Regions from separate parts of the Gossypium hirsutum genome. Here all the other regions are linked to region 1. Evidence: chromatin contacts called from public Hi-C data. All regions are on one chromosome and are shown on one strand. Each heading gives the region's core, a stretch centred on a gene start, on an enhancer-like site or on the middle of the called end of the contact. The rest is flanking DNA. Distances are from core to core; before and after follow the strand shown.

Region 1 (3,355 bases), core at 529-3,028:
TATTAAATAAAACAGGTAAACAGAATAAATTAACATGTAATTATAATTGTTTATGGGTCAAACCGAGATTAGATTCTAAAAAAAATTTAAGTCCTAATCGAAATTTAGTCTAGTCCAATAATTAATTTTACTATTTATATATTAATAAATTATTAAAAACATATTAATATTAATATTTACGTATTTTATAATTAAATTTAAATAAAATATATTTTTATTATTTAATTTGAATTTGAGTTGGGAAATAATAATAATAATAATAATAATAAACTCCATTCTCAAACTATGCTCTGTCAAGCCACCCGACCCATAGGCAATATACATGGTATAGAAACCAATAATTATAGTAAAAATAAAAAAAATTTTATTCCATAATTCTTGTACCTAATTAATTTAAGCAGATCCCTCTATTATAGAGACCACAATAAATTAGCCCTCTACTGTACTATATAATAAAGGAATTTGACAAACACTTTTACCTTACTTTTAAATTATGCAATTAGTCCATAATTTTTAAAACCAATTGTTAAAGACGTATCAGTTCTATTTTTATAATTTTACTTAAATTTTTTAAAATTATTTTCCATATACATATATTTAAAATATTAAAGAACATGCATGTAAATTTCAAATTTTCGTTGAAAAAATATTTCAATAATATATTTTTTAAATTTATATAATCAAAATGAAAATTTTAACTCAACTATTGGTTGAATGTTTTAATCATAATTATGCTATAACTAATTATAACAAAACAAATTCTTAAGAATCCTAATTAATCAAGAGTAAATTAATAACTATGTTTTTTTTTGTCCAAAAATGAAGATTTGAAGTCTTGATGGGTTAATTTAATCATGAAAGCAAAAGTCTTTATAATAAGAATGCAATGCGGTTATAACTTATCTATTCATAATTAACCTTTATCTTTGTATATGGTTAACAACAACAATAACTTTATTTTAGTGATCAAATGAAAAAAAAATGTGACTAAATATGAAAAGTAAAAAAAAAAAAAAACTATTTTCATACACAATTAAATAAAAATAATACTATTGTTCTATAACTGAGAATTCTTCCCCGGATAAGCAATGTGTTAATAAGAGTGAAATTATTCTACCCTGGATAAACAATTTGTTATTCACATCATATTTAACATATTTTACACTTTTCAACTTCGTAATCTATAGATCAAATAAATATTGATAGTAATTATATTCTTATTTGAGCACTTTAAAAGGTAGTAATTCTGTAAAAGTTAGGCCTTTACATGAACAATTTGAAAATTTTGACTCTTATGCATTTAACCATTTTAAAATTATAGTTAATGAATTATTTCGCTTGAATATATATTACATATAAAAGAATATACTTATGTTTTTCACTTTATGATTTTACTGATAATGGACAATGTGCATTCATTTCTGGTATCAATTTATATTCTTTCATTGCGTTTGATACAATCCATGCTATAATTAACGTCATTTAGTGTCTGAAAAAAAATAAAAAAATAAAGAAAAATATTTTTATGAGAAATATAAGAAGGCTTGAGTGCTTATGAATACAAGAGTTGTTTGTAGATTACAATGTAATTAGTACAAAAAAATGGCTAAGCTAAAACCTTGAGATATTTTTCAAATAAAAAACCAAAGTATTTATACAGTATAAAAATGGGAAAGATTCAATAGAAAAAGCAATGAAAAACTGAAAAAAAGACAGCAATAAATGGTTTTAATCTTGGAAAGAGTTTTAAGGGTTAAGAACTTTGCTACCGTACTAAAAATATATGGATTAAGCTCTTGCACCGTTGGTTGGCTTTTTATCCACCCCTTTCGTCGTACAAGGTATCAAAAACCACTCTGATTTCATCCTCTGACCTTCGAATTGTCGTAAAAAATCATCCATAACCCCTTCTCCTTCTGCTTTTCATCTCCACCACTAGCAATCTCATTGACCAGCGTCAACAACCCATTTTTTATCAAAGAAAATCCTCTATCGCAACCAGTCGTTTGGCGGTTAAGTAGTCCATCACCACCCCTACTTTGTCGCCCTTGTAATTCAGTCTATCGGCCAGGTTTTCCATGTGATGGAGATCGTTATTCGAAATAATAATGTTTGGCTTCGGTATAAGCCTTTACCTTTCTCGTGGAGACTTTATATGTGGCGCTTGCTTTCCCCTCATTTTTTTTATTGTGTAATTTGCTCGGACGCGAAGACTGGTCCATTTGCTATGCCAATAATGACTTTTTTCCCATGGAGTCTTTGATGGCTTGTGTTTTTATATGAACTTTTTTTAGGTTCCACCTATCTGTTGTTTCAAGTTTGCAACGTTTCCAACACTAGGAAAGGAAGGGTTGGCAACCATTGTATTGGCTTGAATCCACCTTCGCTCCCTTTGATTCAAGTGTTGAATCCTCTTAGGTTGCCTGACTAGGGCATTAGCTTTATTGGCTATTAAGGCCTTTGTTTTGTATTGGTTGAAGCTTTGGCTTTTATTATTTGTTAGAAACTTTTGCTCTCATTCGCATGGACCGAATTTGACTCCAATTACTTTTTCTCATTGAGAGAGGGGAAAAGGCCCTTAAAAGAAAGCAAATGTAATCCCTCCGGATGGAAACATGTACGTTGCAAATGCTCCAAGTACAGAGTTACAAAGTCAAATTTGAGAATGTGAAATGAAAGAATCCAATAAAGGGTTTTTAATTTTCACAAGGAAAAAACAGTCAGATTTAACATGCCCGGTGAAGCTTTAAAGAGGAGCAAAAATGAAAAAGAAAAACAAAGATCCAACTACCAAAAATTATATCAAGTGCAGTATTTCTCAAGGTTCATTTCGCTCCCCTACAAAGGTACACCACTCTTCGACTCAGTGATTGACTGCTGTTAAATCTTTTTCTTCATTACCAATTTACTATATTTTCTCACTCCCATTCCCCGTAATTCACTAAAATGCCCCTCTTCTCTCACCGCTCCTCCGCCTCCAGCGGTTCCGCGGGATCCGCTCCGCTTCCTTCCTTCTACTCCGCCAAACCCGTCAAGCCCTCAAAGCCCTTTTCCGCCTTTTCCTCAACTCGAATTCCTTGGCCCATTCTCGTCTTTTCACTCCTCTGCCTCCTCATCGGTCTCGCCGGCACCCTCTTCGCCCTCTCCGCCATCCGCCGCAACCAACCCTTGCCCATCTTCCGATGCGGTACATCCGAGGACACTTTCCGTTCCTTTTACTCTTCCTTGGATTCGGGGAAGCTCGGCGATGACAGTAACAAAGGCTTGGTTGATCGCCCCAAGCTTCTCGGGTTCGTCGGCATCCAAACCGGATTCGAATCGGGTGAACGCCGGTCCGCCCTTCGTAGCACCTGGT
Region 2 (3,355 bases), core at 323-2,822, 220 kb after region 1:
TGTTTTCCGTTACCAAGTAAATGGAAAAGAAGGTATTTGTATTCACACTGATGTTATTTGCAAAACACATCTATCCTTCTTTTATGTATTTTTCAAATTTATGTAAATTGAGAGTATCGTTCCACTTGGATTTGGATTTCTTTTTTCTTCTGCATGTCGTTAATTATTTATCCTTTGTGTTGTCAAGATTGGATATGAGTTTGACTTTCTAAGAGAAGCCAATGCTATGGAGAGAATTTGCTATTTCTTATACGAGAATAACATAAATAACTTTGAGTTTTTAATTAACATAAAATGAGGAATGGCTTTTGAGACAAAGGGATTGCGGATCTCAGCTCCTTCTGTATTTATATCGAGTTTTCTTCATGTTTTTGAATAACATAAAGAACTATGAGTTTTTGAATAACCTAAAATTAAGGACTATGGTTTTTGAATAACAAAGGACTATGAGTTTTTATTTTTTATTTCACATATGAAAAGAACTAATGTTACTAAAATTTAGTAATTTTTATGTAAAATTTGAAGGTTTTTATTTCACCAAAAGATTGCTATAAATAATTAATTTATTAAAGAGTATACCTTATAATTCATTGTTGTTATCATGTTATTATAAATGATCAAATAAAATATATAAAATATGTTTTCTATTAAAATTGATTATTAAAATAAAATATCGTTAGAGTCATTTTTATATTGGCGATTGTGACCTAAGAGAACAGGTGAGAGGCTAGATTAAAGCAAATATATTAGACATTGAAATATTTTTAATAATAATTTTATATTAAAATTATTATTAAATATTATTAATAATTATATTAAGAATGTTATTAAATTATATATTATTTTATTAAATTGTATTTAATAATAATTATGTTAAAATATGATTAAATTATTTTTTTTATTTTTACTAAAATATATTGAACAATAATCTTATTAAAATTTAATAATAATGATCATCTATCTACAAAAATTCTGCTAAGGGTACTTTGGTCATTTAAGTTTTTTTCCTTATACTATTACAATATTTATTTTATTCAACCAACACAAGAATTCTATTACAGCTCTATTCACTTCCATTAAATCAAATAATTGAATTACTGATTACAGTTCTATTTCATTACAACTCTACTCAATTACAGCCCTAGTCCATTATAGTGAATCAAACGTACCGCAAGAGTAGAAATTGAACCGACTAAAACCGGATGTATGGCAAAGAGGGTTGGTATCAGTTAAGTTGGATGACACGTACAGTACTACTTCCGAGGATGATTTTTGAGATTGAAATTTTGTTGGTCAAATTCCAAGCAAAGATTCATTTGATAAAACCTTTTTAACACATACTAATCATATTTTTGTGCGTATATGTATAAATAAAGAATACAGATATACGCCTCTTATCTCAAATTTTAAATACAATCTTATTGATTAGTGCATGTTATTCTTAAAATAGTGACAATCCATAATAAAACTGGCATAAAAATATTAAATATTCATTCAATAATTATGTAATAGACGAATTTTAATAGAATTCAATTAGTATTTTTAAATTTGAAAGAGTAAATTTTTAATTATAGTAAAGATAGATGGCAGTGAGAGGTTGAGGGTGAGGGATAATCAAGATAATGAGATTGTGAAACAGATATTGCCAACACACAAGCTTCAATCTTCATCCAAAGAACCAGAAAGGGAGAAAAGAATAAGATTGAAATTTTATTTTCCTGAGATTTGTTTGATTAAAGAGATGATGCCATGAATTGTGATCCATTGAATTTCAATCCTTTTTCTTGCAATTACTTCCATTCATTTTCTTTTGGAGATTTGTGATTTCTTTTTTATGTTAGTTTTGGAATCTGACATGTTATGTCCTCAAAAAAATCTGTCTTTTTTCTCCATAGTTGCAGCGTCACCCATCATCCACCAAAATTCTTTAATTTTCCCATAAAAATAATATTTCTTTTCATGATTTTCAATTACATTTGATTATTTAAGCACAACCATATATAAATATAGACAAAAGTATACACACAGTTCTATCACCAACCCACTTTCCCTTCTCTCACTCATGAAATAAAAATTAAACCTTTTAGCCTTTTTGTTTCATTGCCTCACCAACCCAAAGTTTCTTTTTCTTTTTCTTCTCCATTGCATTTTCATTACCAAAACCTTAAGAAAAAAAAAAAAAGCAACTTCTTTGATGGAGAGGGCAAGGAGGTTGGCTAGCAGGGCAATCCTTAGACGCTTGGTTAATGAAACCAAGCAATCAAGCAATGGGCAAATGAGCTGTAGATCACCTGTTTTATACACTCCTTCAAGGTATGTATCTTCACTGTCGCCTTTTGGTTCCAAGTGTTATAGCAGATCAGATTTGTTAGGAGGTAGAAATGTACCAAACAGTTTTGGGTCACAACAACTTCGATCCATCTCTGTTGAGGCATTAAAATCGAGTGATACTTTTCCCCGCCGCCATAACTCTGCAACCCCTGAGGAGCAGACCAAAATGGCTGAATCTTGTGGGTTTGATAGTCTTTATTCCCTTATTGATGCAACTGTGCCTAAAGCTATACGTATTGATTCCATGAAGTTTTCAAAGTTCGATGAAGGGTTAACTGAGAGCCAAATGATTGAACACATGAAAATGTTGGAATCTAAGAACAAGATTTTCAAGTCATTCATTGGGATGGGTTATTATAACACTCATGTTCCCCCTGTGATTTTGAGGAACATAATGGAGAATCCAGCTTGGTACACTCAATACACACCTTACCAAGCTGAGATATCTCAAGGCAGGCTTGAGTCTTTGCTTAACTTCCAAACCATGATTACTGATCTCACTGGTTTGCCTATGTCAAATGCTTCATTGCTTGATGAGGGAACTGCTGCTGCTGAGGCTATGGCCATGTGTAACAATATTCTGAAAGGGAAAAAGAAGACTTTCATCATTGCTAATAATTGTCACCCTCAGACAATTGATATTTGTAAGACTAGAGCTGATGGTTTTGATCTTAAAGTGGTTACTGCAGATCTTAAGGATATTGATTACAGCTCTGGTGATGTTTGTGGGGTTTTGGTTCAGTATCCAGGGACCGAGGGCGAGGTTTTGGACTACGGGGAGTTTATTAAGAATGCTCATGCTCATGGTGTTAAGGTTGTCATGGCAACTGATTTGTTGGCATTGACAGTGTTGAAGCCCCCAGGTGAACTTGGGGCAGACATTGTTGTTGGCTCGGCACAAAGGTTCGGGGTGCCGATGGGGTACGGTGGCCCTCATGCTGCGTTTTTGGCTACATCTCAAGAGTATAAGAGAATGATGCCTGGACGAATTATCGGTGTTAGTGTTGATTCTTCAGGGAAGCCT
Region 3 (3,355 bases), core at 445-2,944, 180 kb before region 1:
AAGATCTCCTATCCTATTCTAGTCTAGATCATACTAAAAGAATGAAATTTACATGTATAACACCCATTTTGCCTCTGATTTTGTAATTTGTCTACTAACTCCAAAATTCAACAAGGTGCAGCCAGGAAATAAACTGAACTTAACTTATATACAACTTCCCGAAATCTCGTTAAAACAGGTCTAGACAATCAGTTTCAATTTCAAAATAATTGCAGAACCCATATTCCCAAATATAAATGAAAAGGACTTATATGGTGATCATGCTTGAATACCAACCTGTCCTCCATCCAAGCGACACTGTACAAGTCTCCCAAGCAGGTTTCATATTCTGGGGGAGGACTTGGGTACTCTCCGGGACAATAGGTTCCCCAGCTACTCTCTTCCGCATTTGATGCTGTGGTTGCATAGATATTCAACCCCTGAGGAAGAAGACCCTCAAAGATACTACCTGACTCACAAGCTTCAAGATAGAATACCTGCAAAGTTACATGCAGATAAGAAATTAAAAACGGCAGAAAGATGACAAGAAAACACATCCAGAAATCGAAAATTTTAAAACATCAAATTACCATGCTTTTATAATTCCCTGAAGCATGCTTTTTCTTTAAAACCTCAATCAAGTCATCAGCATAAAGATAAGGAAAGGTAGGCATCCCTGGATTAACACAAAAGAAACATTAACAGCTTCAAAAGCAAGTATCAAATACTAGAATCTGCAAATAATAAATACGAAGCTAAGGCACAATCAGAGAGCTATAAAAAAGTAACTGCTAATGAGATATTACTAACCAAGGACACCGGGACCCCCATGGTCAGTGTAGTATAAGAAGATATGATCATCGGGGCCACTATCGACAACCTTCCCGCTACCCCCGGTGATAGCAGACTTGTTTCCGAGGAGAGCCGCAAAAAAGTTGTGAACATTAACATCTTCTCCAGTATAGTCCTGCAAAAGGACAACAATTAGGCAACGATTATAATCAGTAATTGTAAAATTAATAATGATTTGTTTTTACAAAAAGAAAAATAAAAAAAGAACAGACCTTTGGGACTCCCTTATAAACATCATCGCCATGAGGATTGTTAATGATAACACCAGGCCTAGGGTTTTCTTCATTGAAAGCGATATCATCGTACATAAAGACAATGATATTTTCCTCTTTCAAACCACCGTTCCTTAGGAGTTGATAAGCATGACAAACATCAGCCTGGAACAATTATCAATAATTTTAACAAATTTAAGACCGATCAAACAACCAATAAGTGAAAAGCTTTTTTAATAATTTACTTTGTTGAAGTGGAGTGGAGGTTGACATTAAAAGTTCAATCATAAATATTTTCAAAAAAACTCATGAAAACGATAAAGAAAAATTGAATTTTAAAGAAAAGCTATAACCTGATGCCTGTAATTCCAATATCCATTAGATCCAGCAATCAGGACCGCCCATCTTGTGCCACCAACTTCATCATCATCGCTCCTCCATTGGAAGAACCTTGAAGCTTCCGAAGGTAACCGGAGGACATCACCGGTGATATATCTAGCAGCGGAGACGACGCCGGCGACGGATAGTAGGAGGAGAAACACACCGGTCACGAGAGTGGTCATGATTTGGCCAACAAAAGAAGAAATTGAAGATAATGCAAAATTCAAAGGCTTTGCAGCTAAGTTATTATAAGCATAAATTTAGATATTAGCTATGGTATTGGCGGGCCCAGGAGCCACTTTTATTGATGGAAACTTATGATTGCATCTGGGACGTTCATTTGGGGACCCATAAAAATTAACGGTTTTGTTCCTTCAAGAGTAAAAAAGAAAAACGGTTGTGATGAGAGCGATGAAAAACGGGAGGTGGCCAAGTTGATTTTCGTCGGCTTTTAATGGGACCCGCGGAGTCGAAATGTGTATTACGTAGTTGTCTCTTATTGGTTGCTTTTTTTTTTTCATGGAAAACGGAAAACTCAAAAACACCCAATTTTCATTTTTATTTTTTAAAATAAAATCAATAAATATTCTAATCTAATAAATATTATGAAAATTACTTATACTTAAATTGAATAATGAAAAAGATATAAAAAATAATAAAAAATATTTTTGTACTTTTTATTATTTATAAACAGTGAAATAGAACGAATTGAATTAGCTTAAGAGTAAAAAAAAAAATTAAACTCAGCTTAATTTATAAAAATTTCTAATTAATTGTCGACTTTTTTAATCATATAAGTGAAGTTAAAATATCATTACATGTCTCTATTATTTATTTTTTATTACTTGTATACGTTTTTTTAATATTTATTAAATTACATATATATTTTTCCTTTACTGAAAATTTAAACATAAATAACATATTATTTAATATTTACAATATAAAAATTGGACAACATGTTTTGATTGGCTCGGACTTGAATCTTCTTCATTTTGAAGTTCAATTCCATCCAATTCATGTTTAAACAAACTCAATTTTTTACCTAACTCCATTAATATATTATTGTTGATAGAGTTTAAAATATTAACTCTAATTATAAAAACATCAAACAAATTTTATAGCATACTGTTTTTTTTTTAATATTAAAAAATGTATTATTTAAGAAAAAAAACATAAAAGTCAAAATATTTGAAGGGGCGATCCAATCCCATATCTTGAAAAGGGAGGCAAGTTTATTTGAATCTTTTGGTATCATACAAAAAATTGTGACATAAAGTAATAGGAATCTCTTGCTCACACTCTTCTTCTACATTTGATTTTCTTTGATGGATGCATATACAGCGACCCTTGCATTATTGGTGACTTTAAACTATATTTGAAGCTAAGGTGATTATTACGATGGAATTTAAATAGAAAAATAATAATTTGATTCTAATTACCCAACCCTTTCGTTTTCATGGAACAACTAGCTGCTTAAAACCATACTATTATAAAAAGTTGGGTGAAGTTTCATTGTGGAACAAAGGGGACTTTCCTTGATAATAAAATTCCAAAACATATATGCTTCCTTTTCATGCCTAGCTCATCATGTACTTGATTACTTAAACTTCATTGTATCTGTTTTATACTTTGTCAAAATTATTTAGGATTTTATTTTATTTTTTTATTTTTTAAAATATATATTATCGTAAACAGTACATGATTGAATTATTAAAACTAGAATTAAAATTAGTGGGACTCTTACAGATAAATATTAGAGGGAATTTAAACATGATATTTATGAGGGATGAAAATCGAATTGGCAATTTATTTATTTTATATTAAACTATTAGCTAAATTTCTAATATCAAATTTCCAAAACTTTAGATAATTTTTGTATTGACATATTGTATTTTCATCATGTAAACATAATATAAATAGTTAAATATATC

The links. Hi-C and Micro-C count contacts between places; a contact is called where the count stands out from the background.
Region 2: a contact with region 1 is called in a Hi-C map of leaf, with 2.0 times the contacts expected there. The contact joins the promoter of LOC107962876 here to the promoter of LOC107897070 in region 1. A contact is called at or near these places in 5 of 34 Hi-C or Micro-C datasets (callus and leaf).
Region 3: a contact with region 1 is called in a Hi-C map of leaf, with 2.2 times the contacts expected there. The contact joins the promoter of LOC107897074 here to the promoter of LOC107897070 in region 1. A contact is called at or near these places in 9 of 34 Hi-C or Micro-C datasets (anther, callus, hypocotyl and 3 more).

What each region holds. Positions count from the first base shown.
Region 1 is chrA06:31,667,945-31,671,299 of Gossypium_hirsutum_v2.1, reverse strand. It overlaps LOC107897070 (probable beta-1,3-galactosyltransferase 12), which reads left to right and starts at 1,778. Exons shown (of 7, transcript XM_016822406.2): 1 at 1,778-3,355. The coding sequence starts at 2,947.
Region 2 is chrA06:31,450,900-31,454,254 of Gossypium_hirsutum_v2.1, reverse strand. It overlaps LOC107962876 (glycine dehydrogenase (decarboxylating), mitochondrial), which reads left to right and starts at 1,572. Exons shown (of 15, transcript XM_016899431.2): 1 at 1,572-3,355. The coding sequence starts at 2,195. It overlaps LOC107962877 (a long non-coding RNA gene), which reads left to right. Exons shown (of 6, transcript XR_001701806.2): 6 at 1-128.
Region 3 is chrA06:31,846,291-31,849,645 of Gossypium_hirsutum_v2.1, reverse strand. LOC107897074 (vacuolar-processing enzyme) reads right to left here and starts at 1,694. Exons shown (of 9, transcript XM_016822413.2): 1 at 1,397-1,694; 2 at 1,044-1,208; 3 at 790-946; 4 at 570-655; 5 at 277-476. The coding sequence starts at 1,606.